3 separate regions of the Zea mays genome follow, and all the other regions are linked to region 2. Evidence: chromatin contacts called from public Hi-C data. All regions are on one chromosome and are shown on one strand. Each heading gives the region's core, a stretch centred on a gene start, on an enhancer-like site or on the middle of the called end of the contact. The rest is flanking DNA. Distances are from core to core; before and after follow the strand shown. Region 1 holds the start of LOC100285938. Region 2 holds the start of LOC100281926 (augmenter of liver regeneration). Region 3 overlaps LOC103632043 (CASP-like protein 5A2).

Evidence for each region. A called contact is a pair of places that touch in the nucleus more often than the background predicts.
Region 1: a Hi-C map of bundle sheath shows a contact between it and region 2, with 4 times the contacts expected there. The contact joins the promoter of LOC100285938 here to the promoter of LOC100281926 in region 2. A contact is called at or near these places in 16 of 25 Hi-C or Micro-C datasets (bundle sheath, ear, endosperm and 6 more) and 1 of 3 datasets of contacts at active chromatin or transcription factors (leaf).
Region 3: a contact with region 2 is called in a Hi-C map of ear, with 1.8 times the contacts expected there. The contact joins the enhancer-like site here to the promoter of LOC100281926 in region 2. A contact is called at or near these places in 8 of 25 Hi-C or Micro-C datasets (bundle sheath, ear, leaf and 1 more).

What each region holds. Positions count from the first base shown.
Region 1 is chr1:21,624,614-21,629,314 of Zm-B73-REFERENCE-NAM-5.0, forward strand. LOC100285938 reads left to right here and starts at 2,664. Exons shown (of 5, transcript NM_001158827.2): 1 at 2,664-3,458; 2 at 3,770-3,839; 3 at 3,972-4,568; 4 at 4,691-4,701. The coding sequence starts at 3,409. It overlaps LOC100274167 (putative RING zinc finger domain superfamily protein), which reads right to left and starts at 2,700. Exons shown (of 2, transcript NM_001148542.1): 1 at 2,213-2,700; 2 at 739-1,620. The coding sequence starts at 2,440. The coding sequence ends at 1,030. It overlaps LOC103632029 (Syntaxin/t-SNARE family protein), which reads left to right. Exons shown (of 5, transcript XM_008653883.4): 5 at 1-21.
Region 2 is chr1:21,828,112-21,832,488 of Zm-B73-REFERENCE-NAM-5.0, forward strand. LOC100281926 (augmenter of liver regeneration) reads left to right here and starts at 2,055. Exons shown (of 6, transcript NM_001154845.1): 1 at 2,055-2,243; 2 at 2,344-2,430; 3 at 2,702-2,749; 4 at 3,316-3,380; 5 at 4,005-4,082. The coding sequence starts at 2,070.
Region 3 is chr1:21,691,109-21,695,793 of Zm-B73-REFERENCE-NAM-5.0, forward strand. LOC103632043 (CASP-like protein 5A2) reads right to left here. Exons shown (of 3, transcript NM_001397150.1): 2 at 2,874-3,006; 3 at 1,945-2,419. The coding sequence ends at 2,222. Among protein-coding and RNA genes, the nearest start is that of LOC103632043, 18 kb to the right of the region's middle. Within about 2 kb of position 1,718, at least 8 of the 20 cell types and tissues checked have an H3K27ac peak or open chromatin away from gene starts, as enhancers often do. A contact at or near this core is called in ear, where this site is marked.

The sequences.
Region 1 (4,701 bases), core at 1,414-3,913, 200 kb before region 2:
GCACTTTACTGTGCATCCTAATGTCAAAGCCCCCAACCAATCTTTGGTATTCCAAACCCCGAAGTCCGAAGGAAACCATTTTTGGTCGAGTCCTCTTACAGATTCGTGTTTATGAGAAATCATGATTCGGCTTCTGTAGCATAAATAACTGGCAGCTTCTGCATGGCCTCGAACAAAAGGAAGCTCACTCGTCAGCTGGCGGAGCCGCGGAGCACGGGACCAAAGCTCTCCCCTAGCACCGGTAGGATAGGACCGTAGGAGCCACCGTACCCCATTGCTTGACCCCCTTGCGATCGGCAAATGTTGAGCTCCCGAGGGTTCACGACTCTCGAGCAAGATCAAGCTCAGGCCGCGGAACAATGGGCTGGAGCCTCTCAAACCCTCCGACACGTCGCCATGTGCCGATGTTGTCATGGTGAAGCGACAGCGATTGGCAAGGCGACGGCTTGTTGACGAGAACAGACCAACTGCTAGCGTAGTAGCGTTGGACAGATCGATCTCGACTGAATGCTTCAAATTCCATATCTCATGTAAAAAGGGATAAGAAATAAGTTCAGAGTGTTTTTCGAAAAAAATAATAATAATGATGATGCTTTTGGAAGAAATCAGCTCAGAGAGAGAAATGTAAAAGCTGGTGACACTGACATTGACTCCTTCAGCCTAGTATTTTGCAGAGCATTTTTAACCGCATCATAGCGAAGTCATGTTCCTCGCCCTACATAACAAGAAGCATGCAGTAACAACTGAAATTCAGACATCAGAACATTATCATTAGTAGTACAGGATCATTTGCGTGATCCCTCGCTACATACACACAAAAGGGTGCTTTCTAAGCTATACTGCTACTAGCCTCCACTCGCACACAACACCATAAACCTCTCTGAGTGACACAACACAAAATATTCAGGATATTAGAAATTACATGTCGCCATAGGAGCACCGGATTAACTGGCATGCCCACAACAGCGAATTTTACAACAGTGAAACTCCATGGTGGTTATAAGCTTACTCTGAACTAAGGGTTTGTCGTCAGGATCGTGACCGTATGTTCGTTCGACAGTATGGGCAGTCTGCACATTTCCGCGCCCATGGCTCCAAGCATGTCGAGTGGAACCTGTGCCCACAGCGCAACCTTATCAGCTCATCTCCATCGTAAAATCCATCAAGGCAAATAGAACATTCAGGCGATGCCTCTCTGCTATCATCTTTGCTAGCCTCAAAAATCTCGACCTGCAGACGCAGGAAAGCTGCCTTGGTAAGTCCGGTTGACCGGTTGGAGTGAGTGGAACCGACGGTTGGTCTTTCTTCATCTGATTCACTGCTTGGGTGGAACGACGATGAGTGGTGCCGATTTTCTTCATGCCGTGCTTCCCTGTTTCTGAAGTCGATGATTCTGAATACATCGCTAGCTGAAAATTCATCTAATGAGATGGATGGCCTGGACACAGATGAACCAAGAGAAATGCCTCTGAGTCTCTCCAGGACACGCGCTTGTGCTTGCAGTACAGCACCAGGAAGCCGCTCATTTGTCCTGAACATCAGCCTATCAAGTCTGTTCCTCCGAGCTGCAGAATCCCCAACCCCAAGGTTGTTGTTGTCTATGTACGATAAGATCTGATCCTGCAGACAGCAAAACAGAGAAATAATTTCATCTGATGGCACATCACAAACAATGAGGATGAAAATGGTAGCCCATGGCAGGACTCCTGAAATGAAGCTGGGTTGGTACTTGGTATAGACTATATGGTTATAGACAACACTAGGGCAAATGTGTGCACCAGTTTGTTTATGGTTTTAAGTTACAACTACACATAGCCAACAACCCAAATACCAAATTACATGGATGACGAATCAATTATTTCTAGTAGAATTCGAAGGATAAAGAAGCTTGGTTCAGAATCTCAGATAGGATTACAATCCGGTACAATTTCACCAATCAGATCGTTGAAGTTTAACCCAAGTATGTTATCAAAAACAAAAGTTCCACACTAACAAGTGCAAGTGCGTAATCCCTATTGATACCCATTTCCCGAGCTATGTAATTATGATATTAAAATCGGCATTTCCGGTCATCATTGAATTTCGCGGGAGCCGAATCCTAATAGCGTCCACGAATTCTATAAGCCAACGCCGGAGATTCTCCGATCCAGCCACAACACAACGGATACGACAATAATCAATCGGGAGAGAGACTGGGGCGAGGGATCCTCACGGTGTACGACCCGCGGCGACGCGGTGGCGGGGCCCCGGTGTGCAGGTGCTGCCGCACGTCCCCGGCGGCGTCGAGCTGGCGTCGCGGGCGGCACCCGCGGCGCCGGTGCCGGGCGCCAAGTCCGTGCTGGTCCCGGAGCGCGTCGGCGTGCGGATCCAGGTCGAGGTCGGAGAGGCGGGCCCCACGGGCGGCACGGCGCGCGGTGAAGAGCTCGGAGGCGCTCGTCATGCCGGTACCGGATGAGGCGCGCGTGGCGGTGCCCTGCGCTGCGCCAGCGCGAGACAGAGATTTGGGGTTTGGTGGATTGGATTAAGTTTACGTGACCTCCCTCCTTTTAATGCGGCTATCTGCTGACCCTTGCTTGTTTTTTTGGTGTGGGGAGGGGAGACGAGTGGATGAAGCTGCGAGGAGGCACTGTGGCGTGGCGTGGCGTGGGACGGACGACGGATGCCAAGAGCCCATGACCAGCGTACGGTGACGGCGACGGGTGCCCGCGCTGGATTGGAAATTTCAGTGGTCGCACGCGTATTTGTTTGGGAGTTTCGTCGACGTCGACCAGTCCAGTCATGGCCGGCTGTTGGAGCTTCAAGGGGACCGGGGACGGCAACCGGCAAGTCCCGCAAGATCTTGGCCGATCTGCTTCGCTGGGCCTTAGGCCTGTACTGAATGGGCCGTGAACCGAGATCATCCTTGTAGGGAAAAGTTGTCCAAGCCCAAGCTTTCTCAAAAAGAAAAGTCCAAACCTGAGCTGCACGTATCTGTATCTGGCATGTATACTGAGCGTGCAGGCATACCCAGCGTACGAAGCGAAGTGACGCACGGTTCAGTACCCCCACGCAAGAGAAGTCCACGGAAAACGACGGCAGATAATTGGAGGCAAGGTGTTTTCCAGCTACGCGCCAAAGGAACAATCCCCCCAGATTGGTGGGGCTCCCGCTTCGTTTTATCCATCATCCACGGCAGGCGTGCGATGGCGCCATTGTGTGGCCTGGCTTCCGTTCCGCCCGCCGAGGCCAGTGTGGCAGGCAGCTCCCGCGCGAGCGCGAGCGCGATCCAGAGGCTGGCGCACCTGCGTCACTCGCTCCGCGCTGCCGCGATCTCCTCTGACGTCGAAGTCGCCCGGGGGATGACACAGGGGGAAGGGGTGGTGTGGGAGGGGTGAACAGGAGCTCGGTGACTTTTGTGAGGGCCGCCAGATGGAGGAGCGCCGGCTCGACACGCCGGCGATGAGGAGAATCAGCGAGTGGTATATACGTTCCTAGCTTCTCCTACCATCCCTGCTGCGTCTCCTTGCTCTACTTTTCATTAATTGGCATGTTGCTGCTGCTGTTTCGCATTTGATTCGATGAGTTCGTGTCCGTAACCGGCGCTGATAGCTTGTTCAGTCCGATTTTGAACTGAAAACAAACAGCTATCGTCATTAAGCTAGCAACACGTGACCTGTGCTTTCAGATCTTCACGTCTTTTACCCGCTGAACCGCTCGCTCTAGCCAAACCCTGCAAATGAAGTTTTGCGGAGTTTGAGGCTGGCTCTTTTGCTTCGCTTGATTGTTGCAGGATTCTTTCACTAGAGTTCCCAAGCGATATTACCATCCAGGTTGGGGAGGCGACCTTCAACTTGCACAAGGTAAATACTATACTCCTCCTATATATGAATCACGTCACAGCGCTTCCGTATCATAGTTCCATTCCATGCGTGTTCTTGGATCGTATAGAAAGCTTGGGTTCTGACTGGCGGTGCGAACGCTGCTGCGTGCAGCTCCCGTTGGCATCGAGGTGCGGCTACATAAGGGAGCAGGTGTCGGGGATCAATGGCTCCAGGGTCACCCACATCGACATCACGGGCTTGCCGGGCGGCGCCGCGGCGTTCGAGCTCGTCACCAAATTCTGCTACGGCGAGAACTTCGAGCTCACGGAGGACAACGTCGCCATGCTGCGGTGCGCCGCCGAGCACCTGCAGATGACCGACGACGACAGCAGGGGCGGGAACCTGGCCGGCAGGACCGAGGCCTACCTGGAGGCCGTGGCGCTGATGAGCCTCGCGGGCGCGGTCACCGTGCTCCGGAGGTCGGAGGACCTCCTCCCGGTGTCCGAGGAGGTGGACCTCGTCGGCAGGTGCGTCGACGCCATCGCCTACTTCACCTGCAACGACAGTCAGTTCAGCATGTCCAACGGTAACGGCATGGACGTGTCGTCGTCCAAGGTCATCATCGATGATTGGTTGGCTGACGAGCTCACGTCGCTGCGGATTGACACGTTCCAGAGAGTCGTAATTGCCATGAAGGCGAGGGGGTTCAAGGGCATTGCTCTGGGCACGCTCATCATGCTCTATGCGCAGAAGTCGCTGCGAACGCTGGTGAGCTCAACCGTGCAATGTGCATCTGCATCTGTCTACAAGTACAGGAAGATCTCATTTGGTACATGATCACCACAGTTCTTACCTACACCAGCTGATAATTTGCTGAGCTTGTGTTGCAGGACACACACGG
Region 2 (4,377 bases), core at 805-3,304:
ACCACACACAATGGGCTGAACATTACAGGGTATGATGGGCCTTTCCTAGATACAGCCCACGAGTTGAGGCTGTATTTAAGTGCCGTTACAAGTGCCCCTGCACCCAATATGTTGCAATGTCAGAATTGCCACTCATCTCGAAACTATAACTGTTTGCACGACAAGTTATCATCAGTGCTTATTGTAAAAAAACGTAGAGACAAATTACTGAGTAGACCATGGTCAGAAGGTTTATATCCTATACTATATTCTAGGTGTTCTTGTCCCTCCGAAGTAAAAGACTCCAGCAAGTGTTGTCTGAAACCCTCCAACCAAGCATATTGCCATGAATGACCAATATTTGTACGGATATACCTTGACAACCTTCGACTGGAACCACATATGAAAACAGAAAAAAAAACTACATTATGATTCACAAGAAAAAGAAAAGAAAGATACATTGTGAGCTAATTAAAACGGCTTAAAATTAAATTAAACATGGTAACAAATGATGGGCACCAAATTAAGCACAACTACCTAAGGGGGTGTTTGGTTTCTAGGGACTAATTATTAGTCCCTCAATTTTATTCCATTTTAGTCCCTAAATTACTAAATATAGAAACTAAAACTCTATTTTAGTTTCTCTATTTTAACAATTTATGAACTAAAATAGAATAAAATAGAGGGACTAATGTTTAGTCCCTACAAACCAAACACCCCCTAAATCAGGTACCAGCAGGCAAGCATGAAGCTGTTGCCTGCCAGCAAGATTGTTCCACGTAGCCGATGATGGCTCGCAGCATCCACGGCACCGACGTGCTCTTCGCTGTGATGGTGAAGAATAAGGACGTTCCATAGATGCAGAATCTTTCCCTGTTCGTCCATCCTCAACAACGAGGGCTGACTAGCTGGCTCCAATTGATCGATTTGCTATGGACTGTATGCTCTCCAACAGTTTCTCCGACGGTCACATCTGGTCCAATCGCTACACACAGTGTGGCTTATCTGCAATAAAAAAAGTAGTCAAATTGACAAGACGACGATAATTCATAAGACAATATTTACTTGGAACCAAATTCTTTAGTTCATCTAGAGGTGGCAATGAGCTATAAAATTTAAGTATTGGATTGGATTAGGATCAGACTCTATTCTTATTTATTTTTAAACTAAAGTGTCTAATTTACTGTGAAGAAAGATTTAGATTGTGATCCATTACCACTCGTTACCACCCCTAAGGTCATACAGTGCTCTGATTGAGCTCAATCCTATGTACAAAGCCGATGCACAGGTCAACTCATTGAAGTTGTTTAGCTTCTCCTGAACTTTGTCTGTGCCAACAAATTCAACCGAGACACGCTTTTGGCTTGCCGAGAAGACAGACATCTCATCTGAACACAGTGCGACAAAGCATGTAATCAGGGTCATTACGAAGGAAATCCAACAAACTGCAACAATGTTTGCACAAGTATTTCTACTCTGCTGAAAGGGAGTGAACATTGCCGGATCAAAGGAAATGTGAAGACGATGACGACGACAACAACTTGCCTTTCGCATGAGATCCCATGATCACGCGCAGTTTGTTTTAGCTTTTTTGACGAGTTTTTTTAGAATTAAAGAGAATCTAAGTATTATTAGAATTATATGCTAAAGAAGACGAAGAAACTCATAGAGTTTATAATATAAAAATTAATGGATTTCTATTATCGCTATAACTTTATATTAATTTTGAACGGATTTTTATCGAAATGATCATTATAAAAACAGAGCGAAAAGATGATATTTTATAGTTCACATCGGTTTCTGACGGTCAGAATATAAAGGGTTTTTTAAATTGATGCCCTTCGTTTTAAAACCTGAAACAAACACGGCCCACGTGGTCACGTCCACCGATTTGGAAAAAGAAACAGTATGGCACCCACTGAATTTTTTCCCACCGATTTTACTGTGCTTCCTTCCTTCGCACCCCGCCTCGGCCGGCGTCGCCACGCGCACCCCGCCTCATCCATCCACCAATCCACCGCCTTTCGCAGGATTGCGCTTGCTACCCCGGGTCCCCACCACACGCACGCGAGCCCGCGGCCACCACCTCGATGCCACTGACGGGCTGGAATCCGCTGGCGCCCGTCCTCCAGACCGTCGCCGCTTTCTCCCGCCACATCCTCATCGCCCCCGACGCCGGGCTCGACGACCACCGCCTCCGCCCCCTTCTAGCGCTCTCCCTCTCCCCGCCTTCGCCGGCACCACCGCAACCGGAGGTCCGGAAGGCAAGTCGTTTTTCTCCGTCCTCCGCTCCGAATCCGATGTCGTCTTCTGTGTGGTTTGATGGGGGGAGGTGATTGGTGAGGGTTTCGAGTGAATGCGCAGGAGAAGAAGGATGCCAAGGAGGCGCCACTGACGAAGGAGGAGGTCGGCCGGGCCACGTGGATGCTGCTTCACACCATCGCAGCGCAGGTGCTCGAGCTCGATCTATTACTGTACTGAGTAGCTTAATGAAGCACAAAACTAGCTTAGCATTTGCCTTAATCTGACAATGCTATTATACTGTCTCACGTTACAGAATGATCAAAATGCAATGGAGAGAAAAATGCTATCCATGTACCATAGCACATTTACTATTACAAAGATTGATTAGTATACTTGTGGGATGTGGGCAGAGACTGATTTTTATATATATATATTTGATTTTCGTTTGGATCTCATCAACTATGTGACTTGCTTTCAGTTCCCTGACGAACCTACGAGGCAACAAAGACGGGATGCAAAGGAGTTGGTAAGCGCACGAGACAACCCTATTAACTTTCTTTATAATTTGAATACCTGGGACTTGGGAAACCAAAATGTTGTTGTGAAGAGGTTTGAAGACTTTCTGCAACTGTAATTTACTCTCATGGTTTAGTACTAGATATCACAATTTGTAAATGTGAAAACGCTGGTAGCTACTTCCTGAAAATTACAGAGAATAACTTTCATGATCTGAGTACATTTATAAAATCTTCCATGGGTGACACTCTAATCCTTTATTATCTTTCTTATTCCCAACTTAGGCGGGTTAGTGTGAGGTGCACATGGTCTAGCATGCTTCTAATGGCAAATTTAGAAAGAAAAAAAAATCATAAACTATGTGTTATCAGACTACCACTAAATCCATCAGGAATAGTAAGCTGAAAACATTTTTTAGGAGGGACTGGAACTGGACCACCAGAGTAATTAGACTTAGCATGTTCACAAGACAAATGGAAACATTTTTTCCCCTGAAAGTTTGTACTTTCTCTACGTCAAACATTTTTATTGCTTGATATGCACACAAAAATAACATTACTGCTGGTCGCTGCTCAGATGCATATAATCTCGAGACTATATCCTTGCAAAGAATGTGCTGATCACTTCAAGGAAGTTTTGAAGTAAGCATTTCTCACCAACAACTTGGATAAATACTTGTAATATCAATTTTAATTGCTTGATTCCTTGATGTTTCTTTGTGTTACAACTTACAAGTATTCTCTCTGTGAAGTGGTCACATGGTTCCCTTGACAGTTTGCTGCTTTATAATATGATGCAAAATAGCACATATTAGCTACGAACTCTTGCTACTTTCTGCAGTTTGAGATCTGTGCATGAATCTTAGTTTCTGGTGCTCTGAAGTCATGGGTTTGGCTGGTAGCCTGATACAGTATACACCTATTTATTAAGTGTTTACACAGTTTTTTGTCCATATGATGCACAGGGTGAGTAAGCTCTTTTTTTTTAATAAGGAATGTGTAAGCTCTTTACATGCTCATCTATTGATGACTTGAATATAACAATGAATCACAATGATTGTTTGTGTTTATATTTGTGAAGGTTCATGTTGTTAATATCTGATACGGAAACATGGCTGAGTTGCGTGTTATTTTATCTAACTTTTGGTTATCTGAAAGTTTATGTAGAGGACAGCCCTCTCATTCATCAGGCTGAATATATCATAGTTCAGTGATAGCAATAATTCTTGAAAACTAAACTGACTTAACTGTGTTGTACTTCTGTAGAGCAAATCCTGTGCAGGCAGGATCTCAGGCTGATTTCTCCCAGTGGTTATGTTATGTCCATAACGTGGTTAATCGAAGGTGAGTCCATACAGCCAACTTTGTGCAGTTGTTTATTGTTGCCTTTGAAATCCTCTAAGGCATTGCAAGTGTTGAATATGTTTATATAGAATCATAGGAAAAGTAAGGTCTCAGGGCCAAAAAGAGGAAAACTGAGGCACACCCTTTTACTCCTACAATAAGGGGTATGTCAGTATATGTTCATAAGTGTGGATGTTTCCATTCTAATACCATGATTTGCAGAATCTTGAGCTTCTGGAATCCCCTGACGAGCTTGTTCTTATGTATTTCCTATCTGATCGGTCTGTGTTTTTTC
Region 3 (4,685 bases), core at 468-2,967, 140 kb before region 2:
GCGGGTGAATCAAGAGTTGTGGGTAAATCTTTCTATATTGTAAAATATGTCGCATTCGTTGCACATTCTTGAAATAATGTATGGATACATATATAGTCTCTGTATATATGCAGGATTTCTTTAGATGCGAGGCTGGATACGAGGCCAGGGCGGATGTGGTGGCCACCACGAGCTGTAAGAAGCTCGTCGTGGACATGCACTACGAGGCGCGAATCCAGGCCATCGTCAGTTACCACGGCTTCGTCCTTGGGGAGAAGGTGACAAGCAGGACGCTCGAACCATGTCGTTGACTCAGGACCAGTACTTGCAGGTAAATACGGAACTTTAATATTCATGACAAAATTTGCTTAATTTTATCTGCTGATATGCAGTGTACTTGTTTTACTTTGTAGATGGTTCCTTATTGGTGTGTCGCGCATCCTAAGTGCTGACAGCAGATGGTGGATAGGTGGTGCTCGCCTGAGTGGGACGAGGTGCACAACGCTAGCCGGGAACAACGTCTGATGATGCAAGGTCCCTCCCACCAATAAGGTAGCCACAGCATCGGCAAATATACAGAAGCATGGGTACGCCCTCTTTTTATTTAGGTATATAACTCTGGATTAGACATGATTTTTAACTATCTCGTTGGTTTTCTTGCAGTCGGCGTCACATGGTGGCCAACCTTGCTCCATCTTCTCGGCGTATGCTATGGCCCACAGGGCAAGGCGACGTCCGACGTCACCTACAACCCAGAGGACGGGCCTGAGGCGTATAGCAACCCCACCGTCTACAACCGGCTAAGTGAGTACACTGCCATGGCACAGGAGGTCCGTGGGCCAGATTACGATCTGAGGACCGAGAACATCGATGGGGATGTCCTCATGAAGGTCGGAGGAGGCAAGAGGCATGGGCGGTATTGGATTGCCGACGGGGCAATCGACTCGTCGTCCACTCCCACTTTGTCTCATGTGCGAGCAAGGACCATGAGCTCAAGCCCAGCCATATTTACACAATCAATGCTAAAATCAAGAAAACGAATTTGCGTAGCAAATTATATATCTTATTTTATTCGCAATCAAAGAAAAAGAACAAAAAATTGGTATCTGAATGAATATATATTTTCATCCTACGGAGAGTCTCTTGTACTTGCTAACGAGGTACCACGACTCCTCATCCATGATGGTCGCCTCGGCACCAGCAACTCCCTGCCCCCCCCTTTCCCGACAACCGGTTTGATGGCGAGGAAGTGTTGGAGTGAGGTCATGGCGGTTCCGGCCACGTGCAGCAGCACCGGAGAGGACGCAACAGGGCGAGATGGGAACAGGGTAAAGGAGGGGGAGGAACTAGAGGCAACCTTTTAGGCTAGACCTGTTCGAACGTCGACGGAAGGTCGGGTCATGGATTGTGTGGCATGGTCCGTATTCGATCTATATTTAGTGTTAGGTTAGGTTGGCCTATACCACCTTATTAGACGTGTAAGGGCGGGCTTTTTTAGGTTGGATTGATTTTTTTGGGCTTTGGTTGGGTTTTCGATTTAATTGAGTTTTGGGTAAAAATTCATAAATCGTATCTGACCCGTGAATTATTACAGGTCAAAATTTATGGTTTATATCCACTCGTTACAATGATAGAGTGGGTCCAGGTTTTTTCGGGATAGGTCGGATTAGATTGGTCGGTGGTACATGTTTAGAGCTTTGGCGGGCCACCACCAGCACTCGTCTGTGCGCAGCGGCAGCGGCCGGAGATCTGCCCTGGTCAGGTTTTAGCGACAACGGCGGGTGTCACCCCCGAGTCACCTGAGACGACCTGTGGTTGATTGTGAGATCGCCATGTCCCACAATCGAGAATTTAGATACTCCTTCACAAAGATCAGATCAGCTGCAACAGAATACGGAAGTGAGTCCTGCCATGAACTGCTACGAAATTCTTCAGCACCATTTCCCATCCTCTTCACTCGCAATATACATGGTTGAAGAGTCAGGACACGTTAAAACTATAACATTTTCAAGCATTTTACATAGTAGTACCACATAGAACTGCAAGGTAATGCAGCTGCGGCCAAACAGGCCGTTCCCTATTTCTTTTTTACAGGTTAAACTAGATATGGTGAGCCATACACATATTTCACCTTCCAATTCTAACACTAACAGCTGTGCCACTCTATCCTGTTGTCACTAAAACCGCAATTGGATGCTCAAACTGCTCCGATATCAGGTTCTATCCTCCTCTTTCTTTTCAGCTAGCCGTGACTAGATGCGATCGAATAAAAGTTCAGGAGAAAGGATGGTAAGAGAGAGAAACAGCACATGAACCCCATTGCCACTGCAGTCTGAAAACTAGCACAAGGGTTCTCTGAGCACATGATCAGATCTGCGTCGATCAGGACGGTGATTCCTGCCGCAGCGCATGCTCCAGATAAGGACACTAGCCATGTGATCTGCCGTCAAATAAGAATACACTGAATCAGAAGATAAATGCGGTCCTAGCTCCCCTAAGCAAATCTATGGTTCGTGAGAGGCAATATTTCATTCGACTGTAAGATCTGACAACTTATTTCGATTTCTTCGCGCTACATATCTAATATTCTACATCAGAAAATCACTATATTGTCAAAAGAGTGTCAGAGACCCAGTTATATGGTACTTTTTGTTTGTTGTGGTTAGGTCACTGCAGAGTAGACTTGAAAATTTGTCCAACAGAACTTATCTGTAAATATTAGAAATATTATGAAAGTTTGACTTAGGGCTAGTTTGAGAACCTCATTTTCCCAAAGGAAATTAGTTCATTTTCCCTTATGAAAATAGAAATCCCTTGAAAAATTGGAGTTCTCAAACTAGCCCTTAAAAGATTTTTAACAGCACCATGAAGAACAAGTACAATATTTTACGTACCCCGTCTCCAATGGAAAAGAGAGTAACAGCCCGACGATTTCGTAAACAACGCTTAACAAGCAGTGCATATATGTCCACAATAGCTACCGTAAGGCTCCACACACATTGCAAGACGGTTGTTGTAATTAAGTAGCTGGCAAAAGGAGCAAACCATCAGTTTGTTATACACAAAACAAAAACTAAAATAATGAGGCTGGAAATGCTTGAAGTTGACTATGCTAGAATGGAAATGCTCCACACACATTGCAAGACGGTTGTTGTAATTAAGTAGCTGGCAAAAGGAGCAAACCATCAGTTTGTTATACACAGAACAAAACTAAAATAATGAGGCTGGAAATGCTTGAAGTTGACTATGCCAGAATGCAGCATACGGAAGACATGAATTTGCTTCGACAACCACAAAAGAAGAATAACACAGTAAAATTGTCATTTTGACCCACCAACACTGTCCCTGTTTTCTGAGTCAGCAAAAGTACCAACCACGATCATAGTAAAATAAATTAAATTAAGATGCATAACAAAATGACACCACGAAAAAAAAACAATTTCTAGTTTTTTTACAGTCCTTAATCATCAAATAAGTAACAAACAGGAAATACCTACATGCCTAAGAAGAAATATTAACTAAACTAAGAAGATATTTGTTTTAAGACAATTAAAAAAATCCCTTCCTCTTAGGATTCAGGAGTCATACTGTACTTGTACGAATTAAAAATGTTCCATATTGGAGCAGTGATTAGCAAGATAACTTTTATGATAATTCTTAAGAAATTAACTACATAATCCATTCAAAAGATTGGACATCAATTGAGCATAGTTTTATAATGAAATACCATATTTGTACCAGAAATCATTTTGTGAGGTAATGGAGTGCCATGATTACCCATGCTTATCATATGAAAAAGGACATTTATCCTGGCAAACAAGAAAGGGCTGAATATTTATGATGTGTTTTAGTTTGCACCAACCAAGCCAAATTTTAGCCAGCAAATTAGTGGCCTTGTATTTTGCCAACTTTGGCCACCAAAATGAACTAAGGTGGACAAAGGGGAAGGCTGCCAGGCTAAATTTTGGCATCCCAACTAAATGGTGGCTAACTCTGGTAAGAGTAGCAAAAACTTGGCTTGGCTAACTTGGGACTTATCCAAACATAGTGGTGCTACTCACTAAGAAGAACGGATTTGATGATTATATGTTATTGGAATCCCAGTGACACCATGGTAATAATGCAATGGCTTGACATTCACCCAAAAATGTACAATGGAGAATGCTCTATACCATATTTTTGAGATAACCAATGTGTGTAATGACAAGGCTACTTATTAACAAAATCCCTATTTTTTGTCCAGTCCCAGCTCGTCTTAATTCAACCCAGCAGTCATACAAACAATCTCTATCTCTACTCAGTAGCACAAGTTTCGTGCGTCGTGTGTAACCATGCGCCATGGAAGAAAGAAAGTTGTTAAGCAGCACGAGGAATAACCGGATAAAGAGAGCGGCCGTTTTTACTCACGCTATTAAATCCCCCCTCCCTCATCACAACAAACACCCAAAAGCCCCTCCACCTCCGATCCCGATCACCGCCGCCACCACTTCCGATCCCGAGGAGGCGGAGGAGGACATGGGGCGGAGCGGCAAGGACTTAGCCAAGGGACGAGCAAAAGCTGAATACGAATGCGGAATTTTTTCAGTTTCTGCATCGTGGCCCACAACTCATGTCGCGATGTGAGAAGTTTGCTTCTAGCGGACCCCCAATGCGAACGCGAAAAAAACCGTTTTCAGTTCCACATCCACGCTCTGTTGGAGACGTCT